Regions from separate parts of the Cricetulus griseus genome. Here region 2 is linked to region 1. The links are chromatin contacts, called in public Hi-C maps. All regions are on one chromosome and are shown on one strand. Each heading gives the region's core, a stretch centred on a gene start, on an enhancer-like site or on the middle of the called end of the contact. The rest is flanking DNA. Distances are from core to core; before and after follow the strand shown. Region 1 has its middle 16 kb from the start of Araf. Region 2 holds the start of Elk1 (ETS domain-containing protein Elk-1).

Region 1 (4,418 bases), core at 694-3,193:
ATCTCCTATGGATCCCACAGACCTCCCCCTCCTAACCCCACCTTGCCCCAACTGTTCCTTTGTCCCAGCCCCCAACTTCCACAAGCTCTTCCTCTCTCTGCTAACTCTTAGACTACTCCTTCCAGGGAATCAAGGGGGCTGTCTGTAGATCTTCCCCTCTCCTCCTGTTCCTCTAGATCCGACCTTCTAACCCCATCCCTATCGTTAGAGCACATCTTCTGGGCTGACCTCTCTACCCTGTCTCCCCCATTCCAAGGAGACAAAACGAGCAGATCCTGCTTGTACATTATGCTCTCCTGTGAACCCCTTCAGACCCCTAGTCTATCCCCATCCCTGGAAGCTTCCAATACACAGAAACACTTTACCTGGAAACCCCCCCCCATGGCCACAATTCTCAAATCCAAAGAAAATTTCCTACTAGACAACACACAGACATCACACACTCTGAAAATTCAGAGAGAAACAGAAACAAAATACCTACTCAACAAAGACAAACCTAGGAATCAACATCAAGACCTGTAATCATCCTAATCCTAGATACCTAAATATTTGCATAAAAACAAAATCAAGCCACTCTCCTGAGGAAAATTAAAATTTAATACATGAGGCCTTGGGAGATACACACAAACTTCATCCAAATGACAACAGTATGCCATAATTGAAATGTCTTCAGATATGGGTTGCCTATGCTACCCCTTTCCTGTTGAGTCCCTTGCTTATATACTGTTTTGCAATTTAACTTGTGAATAAGAGAGTTTTTATTTTCTTTAATTTTGTGGTTTGTCTCTTAATTCTAATTACTATATAATTTAATGAAGAGTATCTCTTAATACAGTAAAATAAATCACCCATTTTTTTTTTTGAGACAAGCTAACACAAAATGCCTCTCTCTGTGCAGCCCTGGCTGGCTTTGAACTCACAATCATCCTGGCTCCACCTCTCAGTTTAGAGATTACAAGTTCATGCCACTACTAGAGTCACCTCTTAATTATTTAATGTTCTCGATGCTGGGTTTTGTTGAAGAACAAATTCCTTAGTCATCCAGTCCCCGAACACACTGCTACAAAATATGGATAGTTGATTATTTTGTACTCTCTTCTTCCCTGCCCCTTCTCTTGCTCGACTTTCCTAAGGCAAGCCGCAAAAACTAATATAACCTTCTCTTGTCTTTCCATATGGGAGCTGGCCTTAAATTCAAGGATCTACCTTGTTTAATAGGAATTAATGGGTCCTCATTTCAGATATGTTTTACCCCTGGAAGGAAAGAATACTATATATAGAGACCAAGAAAAATCTGGATAGACCTGGCTGGGTCCCTAGTGCTCCATCTATGTGTTAATCAGCTTTCTATTACTGCAAAACATGCACACACACACACACACACACACACACACACACACACACACACACACACACACACACTTCTGAGCCTGCCAACGTGAGAGGAAAGGATTAAACTGAGTTGGTGGTACATGCCTGTTATCCCATCACTTGGGAAGCTGAGGCAGGATGGTTATGAGTTCTAAGCCAGCCTGGAATATACATAATAAGACCTTATCTCAAAACAAGACAAAACAAAACTAAAATAAAAACAAACTGTAATAAACTCAGTTGTAATTTGTTCAATTTACTTATGAAGTGTTTCTCACTGTGCATTCACCAAGGATGTATACATTGTGTCATTTTAATATGTTTTTCCAAGTAGTTCAATGTCTCTATATCTTTTAAGTATATTTTAAAACGAGAATAGGAATCTTAGAGGAATAAAAGCTGCAACAAAAATTACTTGCATGCTTTTAACATAATAGGACTCCTCTCCCGGAGCCACTAGTTATTCTTAGAAACCACATCATCTCCGCCTCCATGACTAAAAGGAAGTGCAGACACCATCTGTCCCAAGCTCAGCAGCTGGAACTGGAACCCATCAGCCCCAGCCCTGTGGGTGGAATGTGGGAGGACAGCAGTCCTCACCACTGATTTGCTGATTGTTGTCTGCAGTGGCTTTTGTGCGTGCTGTATGTCACTCAGAAAATGGAAATGGGGCCCTCTGCTGGGCCATGCACAAAATTCCATCTAGGGAATTTTCTGGAAAGAAATAAGTCATAGTGAAGGGCAATACCCTAAGAGCCAAAGAAAAATAACCAAGTATTAATCCAAATTTGTATGTCAGTTGGAAACAGTTTAGATTTATTTGGGTGATCAAATTAGAAAGCTCACTCTCCCTCTCTTTTGTGTTAGTGACACATGGAGTGTATTGAATGTAAGTTTGTCTTTTAAAATGAATGACTAAAATGGTGATTTAAAAACCCATCATTCTAGAGGAAAGCAAAAAAAGAGATACCACAACAGAGGGAGCCATTATAGGTTTAAAGAGAAATCTGGCACTAGGGAAATGTCCAGAGATCTACAAGGTCGACGCCAACTAACAATAGTGGAGAAGCAATAGTGGAGAGGCTACCTTAAATGCCCTTTTCCAATAATGAGATTGATGACTCCCTTATATGCCAGCCTAGAGCCTTCATCCAGTAGCTGATGGAAGCAGAAGCAGACACCCACAGCTAAGCATTGAGCCGAATTCCTGGAATCCAGTTGCAGAGAGAGAGACAGGAGTGATGAGCAAAGGAGTCAAAACCAGGCTGGAGAAACACACAGAGACAGCTGAACTGAACAAGGGGGAGCTCATGGACTCCAGACTGACAGCTGGGAAACCAGCATATGATTGTTCCAGACACCCTGAACATGGGTGCCAGTTAGGAGACCTGGGCATTCTATGGGGCCACTGATAGTGGAACAGTATTTATCCCTAGTGTACGAATCAACTTTGTGAGCCCATTGCACACAGAGGGATACTCTCTCAACCTAGACACATGGGAGAGGGTCTAGGCCCTGCTCCAAATGATGTGACAGACGTTGATGATTCCCCCATGGAAGGCCTCACCCTTTCTGTGGAGAAGAAGAGGGATGGGATAGGGGTCAGTTGGGGGCATGGGAGGATGGGAGGGAGAGGGAACTCAAGGATTGATATGTAAAATAAAACTGTTTCTAATTTAAATAAAATAAAGACCCATCATTCTGAAAAGTAAAACTGTGATTTTTAACACGCTTAACTTTACTATCTTCAGACTATTAATGAACTTGGGACATATGTGGAGGTCAGAGGACAACCCCAAGGAGTCAGCTGTTCCCTCCCCACCAGGCTTGGCATCAGATACCTTTACCCACTGAGCTATCTCCTACTTCAAATACTTGTAAATTTGCTTTCTTTTGTTTTTTAAATATCAGACTTCAATTCTACCTGGGTAGTGTACAACATGTTCTAACAGTTTTCTTCGTAGAACCCCTTGTCCCCAGCCATATTTTGAGCAAAGATGCCATAAAAACAATTGGATTGTGAGTCTGAAACCCTAAATACAGATATTTAGACATTATTATTGTTAGTGTAAGGCTGATTCTTCACTCCTCACATAGGTTATTAGCTAAAAAGAGTAATGATTAAGGACATCACTGCATTGACTTCACACGCTTGTTAAACACATTCATTAAAAGGAATGCATTAACTTGGAAAGATGCTGGTGTTATTTCCAAGTGAATGAAAATAACAAGCAGAACAATAAGTACTCACTGATGTCATTTTCATTTAAAAAATTATCTTAGAGCCTGAATCTACACCCCAGTGTCATAACAATTGATTCATATGCATGGCCTGGAGCTTGGTCTGAAGCACTGAAAAACAAAAAGAAACATCTTAATAGAAGAACAACAAAAACTTCAGAAGCACAGCAAATGCACTGGCTGGTTTTGTGTCAACTTGACACAGCTAGAGTCATCAGAGAGGAAGGAGCCTCAGTTGAGGAAATGCCTCCCTGAGATCCAGCTGTAAGGCATATTCCCAATTAGTGATCAATGGGGGAGGGCCCAGCAAATTGTGGGTTTTGCCATCCCTGGGCTGGTGGTCCTGGGTTCTATGAGAAAAAAGGCTGAGCAAGCCATGGGGAACAAGCCAGTAAGCAGCATCCCACCATGGCCTCTGCATCAGCTTCTGCCTCCAGGATCCTGCCCTGTTTGAGTTCCCGTCCTGACTTCTTGCAATATGAACATCAATGTTGAAGCGTAAGCCCCATAAACCTTTTCTTCCCCAACTTGCCTTTTGGTCATGGTGTTTTGCCACAGCAATAGAAACCCTAAGATAGCAAATAATTAAATTTAAGGGACTTGTTTCTTTAATGACTGTTAATTGCCAATTATGAAAAATCCTTTCCCTTCTTTTATGCTTTTTTGAGTTGTGGAGGTGAGGTTGAGCCTAGGCTAGCCTCAAACTCAGGATCCTCCTTTTATTCCTCTAAGATTCATATTCTCATCTGTAAATATACTTAAAAATACAGAGATAAAGAAATGCTTAGAAAATATATTGAAAAGAT
Region 2 (4,198 bases), core at 417-2,916, 120 kb before region 1:
GCAAGCATTTCTTGAAGTGATGAGGAAGAGTCATCCTCATAAGCCTAAGTAGGGCCCACCTTGCCCTTTCTTGTTCCTTTTTTCTAGGCTCAGCGACAGCCTCACCAAGGACTCCATGAATATCAAGGCCCATATCCACATGATGCTAGAGGTGAGAACAGCTCACTCCACTTTACCCTTTAAATATTTTAGGGTGATAACCTGAGAGAAAGCTAAAGAAGGGAGGGGTCATCTTTCCTTCTAAACTGAAGCCATGGGAGTAAAAAACAGAGCAAACCTGGGGCAGAACCTGGACCCAGCCTCTGTTCAGTCTACTTTGTCCTCTTTTACAGGGACTTAGAGAACTACAAGGCCTGCAGAATTTCCCAGAGCCATCTCCCCATTGACTGCTTCATCCCATCTAATATTAAAGAGCCTGAATGCCTTGGAATCACATAGCCTTTCTTTTCCCCCTAACTCACTGATTGACTAAGTGCCCTGGAGACCAAAGTTACTGGAAGACCCATCCTTTCTGTAGAACCTCTAAAACACTCTAGAGATCTTGCCTCCAATTTGTATTTTCCACATGACTTTATGCTTTGCCCTTTTTTGTTATTTTGTAGACTTCGACCCACCTCCTCACACTTTTAATTCTTTTCCTAGATATTTGTATCTGTGCCCTTTGTATTACTATAAACAATGAACCAATTCATGGACTGGGGATGAAGTTCAATTGGTAGAGTGCCTATCACACATGAAGTGCTAAATTCATAGGTCTACCTGAGTGGGATCAGGAGTAGGCAGGAAGATCATGAGACCCTTGAAATGAATTTTAAAAGTGTCAATTCAAAGTGATTTGTTTCCATGGCCATTAGCCCTTTACTTCAGATCTTAAGGTTTATTGTCTCTCTTTCACAACCTTGATTTGTTCCCTAAATGGTTCCAAGAGTTCTAAATAGATCTAGTTTCCACCAAAAGGCACAGATCCTGCCCTTCTTGCTACAGGGCCTATAACCTAGAGTCCAGTCTTAGATAACTAAGAGCCAAGTTCCACCCTTATAACTCAGGCTGCAGCCTAAGCCTGCCCTTGCAGACAGTTCATTTCCACCCCTCAACTCCCCTGTATATCTGGCCTCCTACCTCTGCTGAATTCTAAATTCGTCTTGCCTAGCTAATTACCATAGCGTTACCCTACCCTCCTACATAGAGTCAAGCCCTACCCTGCTGCTATTCCCTGTTCTAAATAAGTCCTGTTTCCGCTGAACCACATGGTGTGCAGCACCACCTACTTTGGTGTTTTGGCAGCTGTCTCGGTGTCTCTACCAATCAGCTGAAAGCAGAGCCCATCCACCGCCCCTTTATCCTCTGGGGTTGTCTGTCTGCCATCAATCTCATTTAGGCCAATCGGTATGAACCAGGCGCGCTCCCCACCCCCACCCCCCAACCTTGGCACTTGCCCACTTGGCTACAAGTCCTCCTTGACCCAATCAGGGTGAAGCACTAGTGCCGCCCAATACCTCTCTAGTTGGCCATCTGCAGCCCATCAATCCCCTTCAAGCCAATCATGTCACAGCTCTGTTAGGATTCCACCACCAGGCCCCAAAGCTTTGCCTACATCCTTGACTTTTTGGCCAATCAGCGAGTAGCAGGGCGCTCGGCTCCTCCCCTGAGGGCCCACGTGAGCGTTGGGGAAACGCAGGGGCGGCTTTTGGGTGCTGCCGCCGCCACCACCACTGCTGCTGCTCCCGCCGCTGCTACCACCGCCGCCGCCGCCTTAGAACTCGGGCCTGGGGGGCGGTGGGGCCTCGTATGGAGCCCCCGCCCCCCGGAGCTGCCGCTGCCACCGCCGCGCCACACGCAGGTGAGCCCCAGGCCCTCAAGGTGGAGGGCCCCGTCCGTGACCCCATGTATCCTCGCCCCCGCGCAGGGGATGTGGCTTGGCCCAGCCTGCCGGTGTTTGGCTCCACTGCCACCAACTGATTTCCCCTGTGTGTGCATTGCCAGCTCCTTTGCCCCTTATAGTGGATCTGAGCGTGGCCTAACCTCCTGCTATCTCTGTATAATGGATCTGTCTGCGAGCTTGTTTTTCCTCACCCCAACTTAATGGACTCGTCCGTGGTCTTGCCCTCCCCAACCCCCACTTACTGGGAATAAGTCTGTTAAATTGTCCAGTCTTCCTTTAGTAGTAGCTGCTTCTAAAGTGTTTGCATGTCTCCTTAGCCTCAACTTTAAGGGGATCCTCTGTGGCCTTCTTTATTGAGCCCCTCATGTTTCGTTGTCGTCAATCTGTGGCGCTGTACCCCCTCCAGAGACCCCATATTTGTTTAACAGTGAGTCCACCTGAGTTTTTATTTCTGCCCCCTTGATTTCCCCAGTGCATACACCCATGACTTTACCCACGTCCTCCCGCTGCCCCCATCTTACTCTGGATTAGTCTGCATGCTTGCATTCACATCCCTCTAGCTAACACTGCCCTAACTTTTCTCCCTTATTGGTAGACTCCAGCCTTTGGGCTGCTTCCTTTTAACAATGGGTCAGTTTGGTGCTTTGTATATATATATTTTTTTTTTAATTTTCGGCGGCCCAGTCTATTGTCTTGTCTCTCGTTTTAATCATTATGTGATGGCTCTTCTCTGCTATTGCATAGTAGTCAGCAGCCTCCTGCCACCTCAGTGTTTGCATTCTCTCATATCCTTCTGAATCCAGTGCTTGCAGTCCCTCCCCAAGAAAGATAGGGCTTGTACTTTATTTCCCTCCTCCTCTCCATGTGTTGAATCAATCTTCCCTGCCCCCATCTCTTAGGTGATCCTGTGTTATGTGAGAAACCCAGGGACTTTTACTATACAGTTTACATGTTTTCTCGTAGACATTCTTATCCACTTAGACATTTTGCCTTCCTACAGTTCTCAAGTACAGTAATGGTACTGATGTTAATGACAGTCAGAGATAACCTTTACACTTTACACTTGCTGTGGACCAGACAGAGTGTTCTATAGTCTCCAGCTTGCTTAGTCCTCATCACAGCCCTGTGAGACAGGCAGCTGAGAAAACTGGGGCATATGGAGATGAAAAACCTGACTCACAAATGGTCCAATAACTACTTAGAGCAAGGAACATTGTGAAGTGCCCCCTCTCACCTCATTGCATCCCACATGAGAGCACATTCTTAAACAGCCAAATTAGTTCAAATTACCAGGCTTTTGTTTCTGCTGTTCCTTCTGTCAACAGCTATCTCCATTCCACACTGGTCCAAAACCTATCATCCCCCAGTCCCAGCAGTGCTGTGATTTTATATGAATGCCTTAACTACTTTCTTCCTGTACTATCCTGAAATGGGGAGTCAGGAACTATAATCATTTCCAGTGTGGAGAAAAAATATGTGACTTAATTAAACCAGTCACCTCTCTGACCTTACCTCCTTTCCCTCCCTATTTCAGACCCATAGTACAACCTGTTCTTCACTGCTTCTGGAAAACAGCAGGTACAGGCCCACCTCAGGGCCTTTGCACTGGCTCTTCTTTCTCCCTTAACACTACTCCCACATTTCTGTATGATAACTTCCAAGGCCCCATTCAGTTACCATACCCAAAAGAATTTTTTCACCACACTGTGCAGGAAACACACTACAGATGTTTCTAAGAATTCCATTTGATTCTTAAGTAAGTGTAAAAGGATGCATTAACAGAAATGTGATGTTGGTAATATGGAAAGGCACAAATAGAGGCAGAGGCAGACAGATCTCTGTGAGTTCAAGGCCAGCTGGTCTACAAGAGCGAGTTCCAGGACAGCCTCCAGAGCCACAGAGGCACAAATAGAAGATGTTTCAGAGACTGTTTTCATTTCTTTGCATCTGGGTAGTGTTCTTTCAGTGAAACATGTATTTGTCACACTGGTGCTTAGAATATATTATATAAAGGCACATGAATAAAAGTGTTTCAAAGGATACTTTTTGTGTGAAAACAAAATAGTCAACATCCACCCCTCCCCTTGACCATCTGATTTTGTGCATTCAGCAGCATTCTTCCCTGCTTGCTTTGTTCCTTTCTACTCTGTCACTGTTAGAAATGCTATACAGTTCATATATTGTCTGTCTCTCCTCCTCAGGATGGAGGTCCTATGGGGACTTATAGGTTTTATCTGCTTATTCAGTTCTCTGTCCTCATCTAAAAATGTACCTTCTGTACAGTAGATACTTGGAAGATATATATATATATATATA

Evidence for each region. A called contact is a pair of places that touch in the nucleus more often than the background predicts.
Region 2: a contact with region 1 is called in a Hi-C map of the CHO-K1 cell line, with 2.5 times the contacts expected there. The contact joins the promoter of Elk1 here to the enhancer-like site in region 1. A contact is called at or near these places in 2 of 8 Hi-C or Micro-C datasets (the CHL-YN cell line and the CHO-K1 cell line).

What each region holds. Positions count from the first base shown.
Region 1 is chrX:125,684,961-125,689,378 of CriGri-PICRH-1.0, reverse strand. No RefSeq gene overlaps it. Among named protein-coding and RNA genes, the nearest start is that of Araf, 16 kb to the left of the region's middle. Within about 2 kb of position 1,943, at least 5 of the 6 cell types and tissues checked have open chromatin away from gene starts, as enhancers often do. A contact at or near this core is called in the CHO-K1 cell line, where this site is marked.
Region 2 is chrX:125,801,345-125,805,542 of CriGri-PICRH-1.0, reverse strand. It overlaps Elk1 (ETS domain-containing protein Elk-1), which reads left to right and starts at 1,666. Exons shown (of 6, transcript XM_027432304.2): 1 at 1,666-1,840. Uxt (protein UXT) reads left to right here. Exons shown (of 7, transcript XM_027432305.2): 6 at 88-151; 7 at 333-695. The coding sequence ends at 386.